2 separate regions of the Mus musculus genome follow, and region 1 is linked to region 2. The links are chromatin contacts, called in public HiChIP or PLAC-seq maps. All regions are on one chromosome and are shown on one strand. The core of a region is the stretch at or near the end of the contact, and the rest is flanking DNA. Distances in the headings are between cores, read along the strand shown. Region 1 holds the start of Macrod2 (mono-ADP ribosylhydrolase 2). Region 2 holds the start of Ism1 (isthmin 1, angiogenesis inhibitor).

Region 1 (6,295 bases), core at 971-3,470, 720 kb after region 2:
TCCACAAGGTAAAATTGAGCAGATTCGATATGAACACGAAGGCACGAGAAGGACCTGGGTGGCGCTTGGCTTTTCACACTGCTTACCTGAGCGTGCAACAAAGGTATCCAGACAGGAGCACTCCAAGGAGATCAAATGGAGGGGAAGAATCATGAACTGTTTTGAGAGCTGAACATTTCCGGAATGTTTGAGAGACAGTTTAACCTTTTTGGAATGATACTTTTTATTATTATAATAATTACCACTAAGTACTTAAACCATTACTTCGTAAATATCATTGGCTCAACACAATAAAAGCCTTTGAGCTGACATGAGATGTTAACAGTGCAGCATGGTGGAAGGACATGGTGGAAGGACCCTAGGCTGGTGTGCAGCCTCCCTGAGGAAGAGCTACCTGGTAGGAAGCACTCTCTGGCAGACACCTAACGTTGAGGACTTTTAAATAAGTCAAATTTTTCCTGAATGAAATATGATCTTTAGATGCTGATCTGGCTCATAATGACATCATGAAATACCCAAGGCAGGCTACTTAGGAAATAAAGGTACCCCCATTTTGCCATATGGTCCTGGAGGCTCAAGTCCAAGACTAGGTGGCCCCATTAGTATGAGTCTCTGGTGATGGTGCCACATCATGGATGGAATGTTACATGTCAAGCTAGAAAGCAGAGAAGCACAAACAAGACTCTCATAATTCTCTTTGGAAACAGGCCTCAGTGACATCCCTAGGACCTACTTCTTAAAGGTCTCACCACCTTGGAATTGTGGCACATTCAGGAAGAAAGCTTTGGATGCTTGGTCCTTTGAGGGACATCCTCCATGTGTCAAACCACACCTCTTGGTTAATGTTAACACTGCCTTGACCATCCATGAGAACTTCGTCATCTTTCCTCCCAAAGTCTACCCCATTGCCATTTTATCTGGATTCTACATGAGTCAAAGCCCTTCTTATTTCATTATCAGTGTGATTTCAAAGGCTTCCTTCTTGAAGCTTTTTTCTCCCAACAAAAATAATGTTTTATGTATTTGATAGCATTTAAAGAAAAATCCCAAAGAAAAATGTCAAAATAAATATTACTGTTTTATGATGTTGTGAATTCATTTTTAAGTCTCATTACTCAAACATTCTTCCATTCTTTACAATTCTCAGCTTGGTCTCTCTTTTCCCTTTTCTTTGTCATTGTCATTGTCATTATTATTATTATTATTATTATTATTTTAATGCGTTTTACTTCTCTTTGGTGGAAGGCAGTTTAAGGTTGAGGCACGAGAATCCCTAAATTGTGGCAAGCCTGAGCTACAAAAGACCCACTCTAAAAAACAAACAAACGAACAAACCGTGTTCCCTAAAGTTATTTGCCAATGCATATAACTATATTGATCCTAAATTGATGAATAGATGTGAGTTTCCCAAATCCACTAAGCCAGCTTCGTGGAGAGATAAGTTTGGGGTGCAAAGAAGAGGGTGCAAAAGTTCTATGTTCTAGGTCACTGCTCTTGAGGTAGATTCTCTGGCAATTGGATTTCCTGAATCATGAGAGAACTACCTAGGATGGAGCTAGATCTTTGGATGAGAAGTTGTTTTGAAGTCAATCAGGAATAAAAGACAACCAGGCACTAGTTGGATTTACTTTGATGTGGGACTTGGTTCTCATACATTTTGGTCACCAGATCTTAAAACTCTCGAGTTGGCCCTGTGTACTGTGAAGCTTTTGAAACTTCACAGAATTCTAACTAAATCTCTAACCCACGATTGAGCAGCGGGTTGCACACGGTCTGGATCTTTTCTTTTGGTTCTATTTGTCCACCGAGAGGAAAGCGTCAGGTAAAACCTGTTCAGACGAGGCGGTTACAACTTCTAGGACGGGTGACCTCTTCTTCATTCTACAGTCCCCTAGACTCTCATCATTGTCAGCGGGGTCTGGGTCATCAGGCACACCTGCTGGCAGGCCACGCCCTCAGGCCCTGCTCCTCCCGCTCCCCGCAGGCGGTGGCTGCACGCCCCGCCTCCGTCGTGAAGCAGCCTCCCCGCTCCTCGAGCTCTGGCCCCGCCCCTTCCAGCTCCCCAACGTCCTCGGCGTCGAGCCCAAGCCTGCGCCTGCGCCTGCGCCCTGAGGCTGAAGTAGGGGCGCGCCTTGGCTAGAGCCGGGAGAGCGGCGGGCGGAGCAGCCAATGGGCGGCGGCGCTGCCTGGCTGCCGGGAGGCGGGGCCTGCGCGGGTGTTAGGTTAGCGCGAGGCGTGACCTAGTTGACAGGCTCTGAGGTGCTGCTGTGGCGGCGGCCGCCTGGCAGAGCGGGCGGGTCGAGGGAGGAGGGCGGCGACGGGCCAGCGGCTAGCGGCGCGGGACGCAGAGCCTTTGCACTTTTCCCTCCCGAGTGTCCCCTCCATCCACCCCCCACACTCCACACACCCTGTTTGCCCGTGAGCCTGGGGAACTTGCAGCTTAAAGCCAGCCACCCCCACGGCAGCATGTACCCCAGCAACAAGAAGAAAAAGGTGTGGAGAGAGGAGAAAGGTAACCGGCCCCGCGACCCCGGGGACGGGCGGCGGGTGGGTGGGGGCGGGGGCCCGGCGGGGCGGCGCGACGCCCTCCGCCCGCAGCCTCCTCGCGCCCTCTCTCTCTCGGCCGGTGCCGCTCCTGCCCGCGGCCGCGTCCACGCGCGCGCACGCCACCGGCCACGCGCCGCCCGGGCACCTGCGGCTCGCGCACTTGTGGGCGCACACCCCTCCGGGCGCCGGGTCACCTCCTACCCCGCGTGCTCGCCTCCCGGCAGGCGCGCGCCCCCGGGCTAGGGTACAAGTTGGTCAGGACCCCAGCTGGCACTTTGTACCTCCCGCCGGGTGTCCCGCGGACCGGTGCCGGCCGGCCGGTGTCGCTCTGGCTGCAGTTGCTGAGCCTGGGGAGCATCTGCACCCGCACCTGCCTTCCTCCGGTCCCAGCCTCTGTCCTCCTGACATCCCAAAGTGGCTGGGGTCCCCGCTATGCTCAGCTGCAGTGTGACTTTTGAAATTTGGAACCCAAAAGGAGCATCTTGTCGGAGAGAATAAGTGCCCTCGGAGAAGTCTGAATGGGCTTTCCTCGGCAATGTGGTTCTCTGTTGCATCCTCATTCATAGTGTGAAGTCGCACGGAGTAAGACAGCGAGCACTCTGTGAATGAACCCTTCCATCCCTGAGTTTTGTGCACATCGAGGCTTATCCAAATCCGTTAGATTGACAGCGGCACGGATTCCTTTAAGAAATAGAACTGTGCGATAAGTTCTTTTTCTCCTCCTGTCTGTCTCATCTCAGTTTCATAGGTCATATTGTGATGTAATGCTTGATTCTCTGGCATATTTTTCTTCATCTTTTTCTTTCTTCTCTTTTAACCTGTTTTCTTACCTCAACCTCCGACCCCAATTTCAGAAAAACTATTTGCATTGCTACTACCAACTTGCACCAAATTTGCATATAAAAGATGGAGCAAGGGTGTACCATTTCCTCAGGACTGTCTTCTTACGGAACGGGGCTAAAGGGGGTAACTCAGTTGAAAGTTGATTTTCTTGCTGATAGCTTGTTAAACATTTTTGTTGCAAGTCTCTGTCCTTTGTGAACCTTTTGACCAAACAATGGACTTAAAAGTGAGAATTAGAAACAATTCTCTAAGTAGTGCCTGCTTTATGAAAAAAAAGTATCGAGGAGGGAGTATTCAAATCAACTGCAGGGAAGTATGAATATGGTCGAGTAGCGCAGTTAAAGTATCCTTTAAATATTGAAAGATTCGCTTTAGTGTCATTGTTTCAATGAGTGTGAGTGCTGAGAGAACTAAAAGTCAAAGTGTCACAGAACAAATACTCTTTAGCTTGAGAGCTTGACTGCAGGGCTGGGACATAGCTCACAGGTAGAGCACATGCTGACCTCAGTGAGCCCCTACACCTGGTGCTGGGGAAAACTAAACAAGCAAACAGATCAGGAAAGAGCCAGGTACGTGAACTAGTGAGACGTTTTATTAGTGCTTAGCTTTTGTAGTAGCAATTTAAATTGAACACACTAATGTGAGCATCGGAAAAGTTATTTATTTATTTATTTGTTTATTTAATCCGTGTTCTATCTGCATGCACACCTGTTTGCTAGAAGAGGGCATCAGATCCCATTATAGATGGGCTTCCATGTGGTTGCTGGGAATTGAACTCAGGACCTCTGGAAGTGTTCTTAACTAGTTAAGCTAGTGTTTGTAACTGCTGAGCCATCTCTCCAGCTTTGCATCATTGATGGTAGTAAAATATAGTGTAAAATCAATTTACATTGTACTTGGTAACATGAACCATTGAAATTATAGTGACTACCTAAGAACTGTTTTTACTATATTAGACAAACTGCTCCTAAAGTAACATCTATACACATAGATTGTGATAAGCAGACATTTAAGAATTTTCAGTATCTTACTGTTTTTGCCTTTTGTTTCTTTTATAGGAAAAATATAACCAAGTCTTTTCAATTAATTAATTAATTAAGGTACTAACCAAAGTTTCTCCTACATTCTCTCCCCACAGTCCTTTTCCCCTTTCTTTCCACTCATGACTCCTACTTTTCAGAAAAGGGGAGACCTCCCATTAATATTAACCAGTCTTGACATATGAAGATGCACTAAGGCTGGGTGCATCTTCTCCTACTGGGGCTAGACAAGGCAGCTCAGTAGGGGCAAAGAGTCTCAAAGGCAGGCAACAGAGTCAGAGACAGCCCCTGCTCCTACTGTTAGGAGTTCCACACGAAGACCAAGCTGTATAACTGTATGTATATGCAGAGGGCCTAGGTCAAACCATGCATGGCCCCTTGACCAAGTTCTTTTTTTTTTTTTTTCATTTTAATAAAGAAGCAAATGCATAAAAAAGGCTTTTAGTAAAGTTATTTTCTTTTATCCCAAACTAAGCTATTTTTGCATAAAGCTTAAAGTTAAAGGGAAATATATAAAGTGAATGCTTTGTATCTGTCTTCTAGGGATGTCTGTTTTTGGAACAGTCAGGTGTGAAATATCATCTGTTATTCCACCGAAAGGGAATTCAGGCTTTCTCGTACAATAAAGAAACCAATGGGATGCATGACCTTTTCCCTTTCATCCCACTGGAGAGTTGATGGCTGAGTACTTTTGCAGCTGTTATTGAAATCTAGATGAAGCCTTACCCAGTTCATTGAAATGTCAAGGCATTTTAGAAACATATTATAATTCAGTACACCATGTAGAACTGTGTATATACTTGGTTCACAGAGAAAGGGCTCATTGTAAAGATGAAACATTAATAGAAGTGAGTTTTTGGTAACACTCAAGAAACTGTGTGTATGTCTTTTGCCTTTTGTGTGTTTCATTGCTTAAACAACTAACTCAAGTGTTCCTAAAAAGCACATACGTTAAATAAATATTGTTCTACTATTTTGTGGCCTGATTTAGAATCATTTAATGTGTATTTTCACTTCAAGTGTTGCTGTTTATCTCTTTGTTTTTATTGGATTATATTTGGTGTTGTTTGTTCTAAGTATGTAGTTACTTCTAAATAAATAGAATGACAGTTTTTTTTCTGTCTATAACTTCTGACATTTACATAAACAGTTGCTTCATAATGTTTCTCAGCCTGATGTATAGCTGTAATAATTCTGCACTGTGATCTGAGCTTTTACAGCAGTGCTTTAGCCACTGAGGGTCAGCCCCTTTTTCTGCTTTGTGAGCTGATATCCTATAATGGACAGGTGTCACTGCCTTTTATGTCATGGAGAAAGCTTGTTTCACAGCACAGTAGCAGCCCTAGCATGTGTGTCTCCATGGTGTCATTTTTTTAAAAATATATTTAATTTAGGATTTATTCCCATTGTAGAAGAAGCGCTTTTCTTGTTTGTTTATAAGATTAACGCTGTGCCTGTGCTCTTTATCCAGTCACTTACAGTCTTTGAGATCTTGTGCCATCATTTACTCATTCTTGAGTATGTTTACTTTCTCACCATCTTCATCTTCTCTCTGCCTAAAACAGTGTTCTTTGTCTTTCCTGCCCACTCCCTCCCTCCCTTCTTCTCCTCCTCCATCCTTTTTCAGACAGGCTCTAATCCTGTGAAGTTTAGGCTGGCCTAGAAATCATTGTCTAGCCCAGGTTACCCCTGAATGTGTGGAATTTCTCTTGCTTCAACTTCTAAGTACTAGGATTGCAGGTGATAGACTTACCAGGCCTCACTTTCTTTTTGTTTAGTGTCTCATAGTCTCCTGGAGTTCACTTACATTTTAATGAGACTAGTATTTCTAAAGTCATTCAGTAATGATGATGAACATACTAAGA
Region 2 (6,305 bases), core at 1,093-3,592:
CCTAAGCCCTCAGCTGCAGGATGTTGCTGGTATCGTTGCTTTGAGAATGCAACCGGTATGTCCTTACCAGAGTATGAATGCATCTGGAATTTGGGTTGCCCAGATTGAAGAGACTTCAGTAGCATTCATTCATACATTTGTTCAACATTTAATAAAAACATCTGACCCCCAAACTCAATTTACAATTTTACAACATTTTACAAAGACTTTGATCTCAAAATCTCCATCTATAATTTTATAAGAATGTACATTCCTTGCAACAGTTTCTTTCCACATTTTTTTTCTTTAGTCATTTTTCCTTAGGAGAAAAAAATATAACTTTTGGATGAGAGAAATGCAGTCGAGGCTCACATGGGGAGACTGGGGGGGGGGGAGACAAAATACAGCATCCTCTCAGCTCTAATCTAGAACAGCCTGCTTTTGGCAACAGGAGTCATTTGTCGCTGTGTGTCCACATTACCACCTGGAAAGTCCACATATCTATGGCCACAGGATTCTAGTTTGCCGTCTTAATTTATCTATTCCACCTGTGTGCTGATTCGGCTGCCTGATACTCTTAAGTGATTCTAATTAGAAAACACGCAGGGGAATCCTTCTGGGATTCCAAAGCTGCTAGAATCCCCTTTGATCTCCCATCTGAACCACCAAGGTTTATTGTTTCAATTTCTCCCCTCAGCGCTCCAGTTGACAATTATTGGTATTTTAGAGCCTAGAGATAGCAATGGGAAGCCAGGCAGCCTAACAGTTGAAAGAGAGCTCTCTGCCAGAGAGGGGAAACCCACCCTTAGTGAAAAGGAAAAGATGCCCATCCCGCACTTTATAAATAGCTGCCAATTTATTAATGAGCTGCTGGGTTTGGCTAGAATTTTAAAGATGTTTTCCAGCATTTTCAAAGAGGCAATAAGTTAACTGGATACAAACAGATGCAAACAGCATGCTGAACCACAACTAGTTAAATTCTGGAAAATGCTAAGACGACCTGAGGAACGTTTGGAGTGGCGAAGAAATTCATCTTAGAGTTTCCAAAGAAAGATTTTAACTCTAAAGACAGTTTAATTAGGAATCTTCTGTCCGTTTCTAGTGATTGTAGAAAGAGGTAGGAAAAGAGAGAAAAGTGGCGTGCCGGTAAGAAAGTTTTATTTGTTTGTTTGATTTCATTCACCTAAGGAGATTTGTGCAACGGTCCTGGGTTGCGGATGAGAAATGGCAATGTGTGACAAGGGTTGTGGGAACGTGTGCTCACGCTTGACTAGGGCTGGGCTCACCGAGAGGGAAGGGCTGAGCTGGCTCAGGGGAGGAAGGAGGCGGAGGGAACACAGTATAAAAGTCTCCAGCCTAACAGAGTGCCCGTCACTCGAGCCACTTGGGGAAGGCAGGAGCCAGAGCCACGCTGGACCCAGTTCTCTCTAGCCTCGTTGGCAAGGATCCCGCGCTCTCCAGATATATCACCCAGCCGTTCTGCTCGCCAGCCGCACCACTTGCAAGGCATGAGTCGCTCCCGGGAGCCCGAGGCTGGAGCGCGGTCATGAGGCGGTGGCGCTGTTGCAGCGGCTGCGTTTCGGCAGCCCCCAAGTCCCCTCCAGGCGCAGCACCCCCAGGATGAGCCCCCAGACTCGAGTCTACCAAGCTGAGAGTCACCCAGCATCCCACTGACGTCCGAGCGCCTTCGCAGCGCACACCGTGTTCTTCGCAGCCTCCCACGCGACACCTGCGCACTTAAGTAGACGCGCGCGGATTGAATCCAACTCACCCGCCTTTCCGACGCTCCAGGGCGCTGTAGGCGCACGGTCTGCTGCACCCAGTGATCAGCCAGCCCAGAGCCCCGCAGCTAGTGTCAAGACCCTTCCGGACCGACAGACACCGTGTCACCCCACCCCCTACCCCCCAAACTCGCTGCTCAAGGTCAGGGTGCGTGGTGGGGTCGCAGACACCTGGTTTGTCTGGCCCCTCCGTTCTCCACTCCTATAACTCCAGCTCTACTTTGCCCATAAACTTTTCTCAGGTGGCCTGGGCGACCCCCACTCGCCCGCAGCCCCAAGCACTAGAGCGAGCAGAGGGCTAGTTCCTTTGCCACAGCGACCTCGGCAGCAAGCACTTAGCACAGCCGAGAAGGCGGACGCAGGCGCCGGCGGGGCGCCCCCAGTTATCCTCAAACGGTGACAACCTCGGTGACCCGGAGCCAGCCCATCCGGGGACTGAGCGAGCGGGGCGACGAAGCTAGAGGTCCCAAGGAACTTGGAGTGAGGAAGGTGGTGGCCCCGAGGGTGAGTGGCTCCCGGCAGCGGGGGCGGGGGAGCCGAGAGTGGAGGTAACTCCGGGCGGCCTCTGAAGCCCTCCTCCTCCTTCTCCTCCTCCGCCTCTAACCCCGCGCTCCTCTGGCGGCCGCTCCCGCTCCAGCTGCGGCACCGCGGCCACATCTGGGGAGCCCATGTGCGCTCGGGGGCTCGGCTGCGCCCGCCCCGCCGCCGCCCCCGCAGTTCCCTGCCCGAAGGGTGGACCCTGGCCGGGCCTGGGTCGCGGACAGCCCCGGGTCCCCATCGCCGCCGCCGGACAGCTCCTGGGATTGCTCCGCCACCGGCTTGGACGTCCCCGGCCCCGCGGTGGCTCCGCTGTGGTGTGGCGGCGGCGTTGGCGGCTGCTCCTGTTCCCCGGGCCCCGTGCGCTCGGCCGAGCCCAGAGCCAGCCCTGCCGGCCCGGGGAGCGGGGCCCCGGTGGGGGCCGAGGCGGGAGCCGCTCAGTCGAGCTCGGGGGCTCCGACTCCTCCTCCCCCGGCGGCGGCGCCGCCGCCGCCGCCGCCAGTCGCGCGGGGTCCTAAAGCCGCGCGACTCAAGAGGATGGTGCGCCTGGCTGCGGAACTGCTCCTGCTGCTGGGGCTACTGCTGCTCACGCTGCACATCACGGTTCTGCGCGGATCCGGAGCCTCCGACCGGCAGGACGCGGCCGCCGGCAACGTCAGCGGGTCCCAGTTGCAGGTGAGTGCGCCGCCGGAGGGGGCGTGCGTGGTTGAACGAAGCTGGGTGGCCCGCAAGGTACTAAGCAAGAGAGCTTGGTACATTGCAGAAGGCGGGTCCTCCGTTCCACCAAGGAGCACTTTTGCCTAGGCAACCGGGTTTAAGCAGAAAAGTTTGGACTAGGGGATCGGGCGGAAGGTGGGTGGGTGGAAGGGTTATGTGTAGAGGCCAGGCCTGCTTCAAAGTTTACCTAGAGAAAGCCTCAGATCTGTCACAGGTTTGGCACCAGGAAGAAGTCTTAGGCTTGGGAGGCATAAGCTGGCTGGAGGATGCTTTTGATGCTGAGTACTGCCAGAGACTTAGAAGTTTGTCTTGAGGCAAGAGAGACTGAGGTGAGGCGACATAAAGAGGCCTTATAAGATAAATCTCCAAGCTATATTTAGGAGAAAGTATTCTGTTGGGTGTGCAAGCAGTGTCAGAGGTCAAGACATTATTTCTGGAGACTAGCCAGACACCCCACCTTTGCCTGAGTGATTCCTTCACCTCTTATGCCCCTATGTACCAGGCAAAGGGCCATAGTCAAGGCACCTGTAGGAATTTGGTCTGGAGTTACTTGGGACTTTTAAACTTCTTCCCGGTGAACATCTGCTTTGAAGGTTCTTTTAGTAACAGGATTCTGTTTCGGCTCCAGGGGGAGAGATGAGGCCAGGGGGCATATATTAGGTCTTGAGATGCCAAATGAATATTGCTGAGTAAAGGTTGCCCACATGGGCTTTTCTATTATGACTTTGGAAAGCCTGCCTCATGGTTTTAGAGGTAGAGCATGCATTAAACCAGAACTAGTAGAAGTGAGCTGGGATTTTCTTCAGGGAACAGCCAGGATTCTACACTCTCTAAAGAAACCAAGCCAGGCCCTACTAAAACTAGTCACTGTGCAATGTTGAGATTTTTACATCTTTGTGCCATTAAAAGACTAATAACCTGTTGCTGAAAAGAGCGTTTATTTAAACACGTCTACATCAGGTGTTTACCACGATACTGTTTTAAGAGTGTTGCAGGGGCTAACTCATTTAATCTCATCCTAACCCTCATTACAAGATTGTTAATCTCTCTGCCTTACAGATTGCGAAACTGAGGCACCGAGTGATTAAGAAACTTGTTAGAATTCACACATTCCCACCTGTTGGTTAATTATATCAAGCTTGCTGTCTGCCAGACTAAAGCAAGGTGACCCTTACAAATGCAAACCAGGCCTGCAAAAATGCAAACCTTAAGCTTAAAAGTTCTCAAACCCTTCTAAAAACAATCTGGGTTTGGAGGAGCCTCTCACATTACCCTTCGGGTAACCCTGAACAGCAACAGATATTTCCCCCATGCCAAACACTGAAGAAATAATCCTCACTATCATGAAGGCTTCTGGAAATTGTATTTTATATGTGATGCTTTCTTTCCTCGTGGACTCATGAAAACCTGTAAAAAAAAATGATGTTCTATGGAAAAGTAAATTTGGCAGATTTCTTTATGAGGTGCTTGCTATCATTAGAATAATCTCCGGTTGGCCTTTTCCACCCCAACAGTACTTTAATGAGAGAAGCAGCTGGTAGAACTGGATGGGATTCTCAGAGGGCTTTTGCTGAAGAACAGCCCCCCCCCCCACCTCCACCCCCGATCAAAAAAAAAAAAAAAGAAAGAAAGAAAGAAAAACAGAAGAAATGGGGGATTTGGAAACAGTTCTGCTCCCAGGAATATCTGGAGCCCTAAGTAGCTGCTAATCCAGTAGCTTCAGTTTATCTTGTTACAGTGTTCAATTATGGTGAGCATCCAAAGCCTTCACTTAACTAAGCCTACTGATGACTTTAACAGTTTAGCTTGTAATTTTATTCTTTTTTTTTTTTGTAATTTCTTCTTATAAAAGTTTTATATTCTTCCTGACCAAAGTTATTTCTTGGGCTCAAGGCAGTATAATTCAAATGGACATAGCCAGTTAAACCTGCAAAAGACATTTATCTGCTGTCTACCGGATAGGAAAGAATGCATTTGCTAGCAGCAGGTGTACTTGAAGACAAAACTGTGATGTCAAAATTCTTTCTGTTTTCTGGACACTTTGAGCTCAAGCTTAAATTCCCATCTAAATTGTTTGATTCTGTAATGTCTATACTACCAAAATCCTTCTTAGATGTCAGAAATTCAGAGCATCCCTTCCATTATAAAGCAGGCACTGGTGAGTTTGGCTCAGCTACACTGTATTTAGAATTATTTAAAAAGAGATACACCTTTATTTAAGATTGGACATCCAACAAAAGTACTCAAAATAGCAACAACAAGAGCTAAAGATTTGAGTGCCTTTTGAATGACAAGCAATGCCCTACCACTGTACACATACTAATTTCTCTAAGCTAAAAAAAAAAAGAATAAGAAGAAGAACCCCAATAAAGAACCCCACGAATTAGGTACTGTTATCATCCCACTTTTAAGTGGGGAAACTGAGTTAGGTAGCTCACTCTATAACTGAAGAGCTAGAAGCTCCTTAATTTGTATTTCTTATTTTATAGTATAAAAATGTATGCCTTATATTTTGTGTATTGTATATCAAATGATATATCCATATTCCAAGTTCTTGGTAAACTCCATAATACTGGCTACAAAAGAGGGGCAACTTTTAAATGTTGCATTTTCTGACACACATGTATAGTTTTACTGTACCGGCTACCAATGCATACATGTTTATATAGCATCTGTGCTTATATCTATACAGAAACATATTTAGAATCCTTAACAAGATTTCTTTGGCAGTGCCAGGGAGTTCTAAGAAATTGGTTTTTTGTTGTGTTTTCCTTTGTGACTTCCGTCGCTGCAGATATGCTACTATGAAGTAGCAATAAATGTTTTGAGAACATAATCTTTCTGTTGGTTTGTGGGTCAGAAAATATCCAGTAAGACATTTTTGATTGTCAGCACTCACTGTATAAAAATTCATAGAACTGTCAAGTTTGTTGACTTGTGAATGACTTTTTTTTTCTGACATAACTTTATCTTGTGAAATACTCTGGTTAGTCTTTTCACTTGTCTTTAATTAAATGATAATGAGAACACAATTATATAAATTATAAAAGCAGCCTGAGAGACAGAACACACAGGCTCCATAGCCAATAACAATTATAATCGAAATAATGCTATCTCTTTTTTAAACAGAACTCTCATGTATCATCTAATAAATCTCAGTCAAATTTAGAATTGTGATTTTTTTTAATGGTAAAACCTGACCTCATGAAAGCAATGAGATTTAAGCAAGTTTAATAAGAAGCCAAATTGGTTATTTTTACAATAGCATGAAAGGAAACCAAACTCTGAGCT

Evidence for each region. HiChIP or PLAC-seq counts read pairs in DNA pulled down with a chosen protein or histone mark.
Region 1: an H3K4me3 HiChIP or PLAC-seq map of bone marrow-derived macrophages shows a contact between it and region 2, with 6 times the contacts expected there. The contact joins the promoter of Macrod2 here to the promoter of Ism1 in region 2. A contact is called at or near these places in 8 of 39 promoter capture datasets (cranial neural crest, embryonic stem cells, liver and 3 more), 2 of 484 Hi-C or Micro-C datasets (both in embryonic stem cells) and 2 of 115 datasets of contacts at active chromatin or transcription factors (bone marrow-derived macrophages and pancreatic cancer cells).

What each region holds. Positions count from the first base shown.
Region 1 is chr2:140,393,210-140,399,504 of GRCm38.p6, forward strand. Macrod2 (mono-ADP ribosylhydrolase 2) reads left to right here and starts at 2,221. Exons shown (of 19, transcript NM_001013802.3): 1 at 2,221-2,512. The coding sequence starts at 2,467.
Region 2 is chr2:139,675,836-139,682,140 of GRCm38.p6, forward strand. Ism1 (isthmin 1, angiogenesis inhibitor) reads left to right here and starts at 2,343. Exons shown (of 6, transcript NM_001276489.1): 1 at 2,343-2,972. The coding sequence starts at 2,835.